Linked DNA regions of Urocitellus parryii: region 1 is linked to region 2. A link is a contact called in public Hi-C data. All regions are on one chromosome and are shown on one strand. Each heading gives the region's core, a stretch centred on a gene start, on an enhancer-like site or on the middle of the called end of the contact. The rest is flanking DNA. Distances are from core to core; before and after follow the strand shown.

Evidence for each region. A called contact is a pair of places that touch in the nucleus more often than the background predicts.
Region 1: a Hi-C map of liver shows a contact between it and region 2, with 9 times the contacts expected there. The contact joins the promoter of Tmie here to the promoter of Rtp3 in region 2. A contact is called at or near these places in 2 of 2 Hi-C or Micro-C datasets (liver and muscle).

What each region holds. Positions count from the first base shown.
Region 1 is chr3:201,754,742-201,757,441 of mUroPar1.hap1, reverse strand. Tmie (transmembrane inner ear) reads right to left here and starts at 1,365. Exons shown (of 4, transcript XM_026390122.2): 1 at 1,267-1,365. The coding sequence starts at 1,365.
Region 2 is chr3:201,603,439-201,606,138 of mUroPar1.hap1, reverse strand. It overlaps Rtp3 (receptor transporter protein 3), which reads right to left and starts at 1,272. Exons shown (of 3, transcript XM_026390090.2): 1 at 1,032-1,272.

The DNA of each region.
Region 1 (2,700 bases), core at 116-2,615, 150 kb before region 2:
GGGGCCCTGGTGTGCTTTATGGAGCTCAAGCCAGCCTGGCTCCTCTTACAGAGACACTGGAGCTGACACTCGACTCTAGCAGGCTTCTTGGTCATACCTCCTAATCAGCAGCAGGTACAGGCTGCTCTGGGTGCATATCTCTGTCCCCATGCCCCCCCCATCATCCAGTTCAGGTCGGGTCCTTTCAGATCCCTATCCTGTCCTTCCTATCCCATCTTGTCCCCTAACACCCCCCTCAGGTCCTTCCCGGGGGGCCTCTCTCAGCCTCTGGTGTTTGGTCTTTCTGTCCCCTCCAGGCTGCCCCGTGTGCACAGGCTCCATCCCTAGCCTCCTCCCTGGCTGTGAGTTAGCTCTCCCTAATCTTGGGTCTTCTCTATCTGGCCTCAAGCTCCAGAATTCTAGATCTGCTTTGCCATCTCCCTTTCTGGCTCCCCTTCCAAGCTCTGCAGGAATGGGGTACAGAGGAGACCAGAGAGGCTGCAGACTCCAGCCAGACTCCTGAACCAACCACCCCCAGCCATCCCCTTTCCTCTTCCTGGGCTATCTCAACAAGTGCTCTCAGCTCTCCCATAATGTGTTCTAATTTATTTCCAAACCATAATTCATCATGACCTGCTCTCCCTCAGAAACCTTCTGTAGCTCCCCATTATCACCAGGACCCAGTCTGATCCCCAAGTTCCTGGGCACTACCTGCCCCTTCCTTCTTGAGCTTAGTGTTGTACATGGCTGCTCTCAGAGGGTCTCCTCATCCTGCTGCCACCACCCTCCAGCTTGGAATGCCTTCATCTCCTTCCCAAACCTATGCCTCCCCCAAGAGTCCCTGGAGGATCTCTAAAGCAGAGGCTGTTTCCTTTAGAATACCCTAAATCCAGGGTCTGAATCGCCCCACCAGACTAGAGGTCAAGGAAACCTAGGGCCAGGTGCATGCACCCCCCTCACCAGGAGTTCACAGATGGGAAGATAGGGCTGTGTTCCCTGTGACACTGGGCAGGGCTGTGTCCCCAGCTGGATTAGGAATCCCTCAGATTAGGGTGAGACTCCCCTATCAGACTGATGTTCAGGAAATCAGAGGCCAGTGACCTCCCGTCAGACCAGGGCCCCCGAGTGAGGGCTGAGTCTCCCTCAAAGTCTGGCAGCCATCGGGGTGGGGCTGTCCACCCATTAGGCCAGGTCTCCTAGGGCAAGAGAGATGGATAAAATCACCACCCCGCACCCCATCCCTGCACGGTGACAGCCACCCGTGCCCTCCGCGATGCTGTGCCTCACCTCCACCAGCTGCCCGGCGACCCCGGAGAGGCAAAAGCCCAGCGCGGCGCCGCCCATCGCCCAGAGGGGCCCCGCGCCTCGCCGCCGCCGCCCCGCCATCTCCTCCCGCCGCCGCCGCGCGCGCTCCGCTGCAGATCCGGGAGCGAGTGGCAGCGCGGAGATGCCCGGTGACCGCCCCCTGGACAGCCGGCGCTTGGGGACCTTGGCGGCGAGCTCTGTCCACCCCGGGCATCATTTATTCATCGTCGGCGTCAGGTTCCTGGGCTGCAGCCCGCACCGTCATTGTGAAGGGGAGGGGAGAGGAGGGAGGGGGAGACCAGACTCCAGACCCCACAACCCGACCCTGAAGTGGGGGTGTAGGGGAAGGGGACAGGGAGGAGAACAGGCTGGGAGCCCATCCTTAATCAACAGGTGTTCCCTCCCTTTCCCATTTGGCCTCAGTTTCTCCATCTGGACAGGGGGAGGGACAGGAATCTGCTGATCTACTAGGCCCTTCCCATTCTGACGTTCTTGATTTGAAAAAAAATACATACTGAACTTGGGTTAGGGGGGGCATAGCGGGCATGTTGCCATGGTGACAGGCACTCAGGGATGTCCTGGGCTTTCTGGGCTGGCTTCCTGCCCAGAGGCAGCTCTGGTCACCCTGGACACCAGAGCTGGAGGAGAGAATGGAGAGCAGGGGATGGCATGGTCAGAGCCACCAGCTGCTGGTGCAATGGAAAGTTCTGGAAGGAATCAGTACCTTATATCCCACAAGTTAGGGTGGGCTACCCCTGGAAGGGCTGGAGGGCCATTGTCTAACCATGGTTGACTTACAGCTTCTGCCCCAGCTAGATCCTTGACTCTGACTTTAAACCTTGACCCTGACCCCCCACTGAAGTTAGCCCACACTGCACTCTGGTTCTGATCCCACACTGGGCCCTGACAACTCAGTGGTAGAGGGAGGTTCTGAGGAGCTGTGGAGTCCTGGGGGAGAGGAGTAGGGAGTCCTGGAGTGGGGAGACTCCTCCTCACCCTTCCTCCTTTTTCTTTCCATTACTATTTATCTCCTGCCTACTTGGTTCTAGGAGAAGCAGCTCAGATCTCTTATCATCAAGGACACCAGTGCAGACCTGCCTGGGCCAGGGGAGAGAAGGGGCTGGTTCCCCTCAGCAAGGCCTGCCCTTACAACTGGGGACTATGTGCACCCAGAGCCTCTTGGGGCTTCACTCTAGGGGTGCCATAGATGGAGGATGCTAGTATTAGAGTTATTGCTGTCACTTACATGGTGTACCATATAAAAACCAAACAATTCCTGGTTCAACCAATGCTTGGATGTTTTGGTTGTTTCCAATTCTCCAAGACAAGTTTCAGCAGGGAGCAGAGGGTCAACAACAGACATCTGTATATCAGGACTTGTAGATGACAGGACAGGCAGGAAAATGGACAGCTGGC
Region 2 (2,700 bases), core at 23-2,522:
GGGACTGCAAATTGGTGCAATCTGGAAAGCAGATTGGAGATTCCTTAGAAAACTTGGAATGGAAGCACCATTTGACCCAGCTACCCCACTCCTTGGTCTATACCCAAAGGACTTAAAAACAGCATACTACAGGGACACAGCCACCTTAATGTTTATAGAAGCACAATTCACTATAGCTAAACTGTGGAACCAATCTCGATGCCCATCAATAGGTGGATGGATCAAGAAACTGTTATATATACATATGGGATAATACACAGCAATAAAAGAGAATAAAATTATGGCATTTGCAGGTAAATGGATGGAGTTGGAGAATATCATGCTAAGATAAATAAGCCAATCCCCCCAAACCCAAAGACTGAATGTTTTCTCCGATAAGTGTATGCTGATCTATAATGGTGGGCAGGGTATGGGAAATATGGAAGAACTCTGGATTGGGTAAAGGGGCGGGAAGGGAAGGACAGGATCATGGGGATAGGAAAGACGGTAGAATGAGACAGACATCATTACCCTAGGTACATGTATGATTGCACAAATGGTGTGACCCCACTACGTGTACAACCAGAGAAGTGAAAAATTGTGTTCCATTTGTGTGCAATGAAACAAAGAGCATTCTGCTGTCATGTATAACTGTTTAAAATAAATAAATTTAAAAAAATATGAGGGAACAATTACAGAGCCTCTTTAAGAGCCCCAGTCCATTGGGCTACTGGGTGCTGCTGGGTGGTCTGGTGCTGATTTGGGCCTTTCCTCGGGGAACCAGGAGAGCCTGTGGCTGGCATGTGGCTGCAGACTGTCTTGGAAGCAGCACGAGTCAGTATTTTCCAGCTTGGGCCCCGAGAGAGTGAATGCACTCTATCCCCTAAATGCTGCAAGAAGCCTCAGCCAGCAAAGGATGCCACGGGTCAGCTCAGGGAGTAGAGAATACCCCAGACTCAGATGAGAGTTTATTGTAACTTGGGGTTTCTTTTTAGTCTAGTTTCCTTTTTGCCCCTACCCCTTTATGCCTGAAGGGTCTCAGAGAAGCTTACCTGGTCCGGGGGCATCAGACACACTCTCCAGTGTCGCAGAGGAAAACCAGGAAGAGCAATGAGGAAGGAACCACATGGGACCAAGATCCAGGTGAATGCTCAAGGCTGGGCTGCTGACACCAGCCCAGGTGCACACAACCCTAGCCCGAGCTTGCATCTCTCATCCCGCTGACTTTTTCTCAACCCCGAGGTGCTGCAATTGGGCGGCTCTATTAAATTAGGACACACTCCTCTAGGACCAAGGCACACTTTCTGTCCCAGAGAGAAGGTTCCTAGAATAGTGGAGGAGTTAGTAAGGAGACTCTGCATTGTACCCTAGGCTGAGAAAGAGTCACTGAGAAAGGTTATTGAAAATGTCACACACCCCAGACAGAAATGAAGTTACAAAATTCTTCAGCTCTGGGAACCGGGAGGCACGAGACCATGGTCACATAGGTCATTTTGACCTAGTGTGGTAGGTTTCTGCAGATTGCTTAATGCTATGAAGATAATGAATAACCTCATTGAAAGTCTTTTCCTTCTTATCACAATTTCTAACTGGGTCATACAACATAAGTGACCCACCGCTGATTAATATCCTGTGTTGTTATTGTCAACGAATATAATTGCAACAACCAGTTTGCAGTTTCCTCATTCTCCTTTTAAAAAATATCCCAGACCTGTGGGAGTACCAATTCTAAGTTGTGGAGAGGAGAGGAGAGCCCGGTCATTGGCTGATCCTGTGGTGCTGGCAAAAGCCAAGCCTGGGAAACATTCCTTTTCCAAAAGGCGAAGATGTTAACAGCCTTGACACTTGGCTCTGACACTAACAGTTATCACACATTCCAGTACAATGGGCTTCCTGGGTACAGAGGGATAATTGTAGGATGTTCCTAGCACTGTTGAACAGCAGGATAGCCACAAAAAGTTTATAGCTCTGTAACTTTTAGTGCACAAAGAAGCCTCTTGATAACTCCCAAGCCTTGAAAACTCACAACTTACAATGTCCCTATAGTTTCACTTCCTAATTATGAGACCCTATATAATAAACGTGTGAAGCTAGTTCTGGGTCACTGTTCCTCCATCAGAGTGCTGTGTCCCCCCTGGCCCCAGCTTTACTTGAAAATTTGTGTTTTCTTTGTGTTTTTCTCCATCTCCTGTCACCCTTACTCAAGATCCTTTGTTGATGCTGCTTGGCACTAAGTATCTAGAATTTGTCCCCCACCCTGGGCAATCATCTACCCATTGCCTGGAATAAACTTTATCCCCATACAGGGTGTGCCTGAGCTCACCTTCCAGGTTGACAGCCCAAGGAAGGACAAACTTGGAGAAGGTTCCTATTGATAGGGATGTGGTCAGACTAGTCCTGACCTGGAGCTGATGGGCCAGCAGTGAGCCATCCTGGATCAAAAACCAGTGGTATGGGTATTTGGAAGGACAAGAGGCCTTCTGAGCACCTGAGCCATGTGCAGGTGGTGTGGCAGCTCAATATGTGATCGTAGGGGCTGCAAGCTGGGCAGAAGCTTAGAGAGAGACTTGGACAGCAGGCATGCAGAGCACATAGGCTGCTCCAGGACTCACGGTGCTGAAAAGGTTGCCAGCACAACCAGGGCGCAGAGTACCCAGCGGGTGCTTGCACTGCACTGCACTGCCCTCTGCTGGCCCATGATGGAAATTGCAAGAGTGTCCC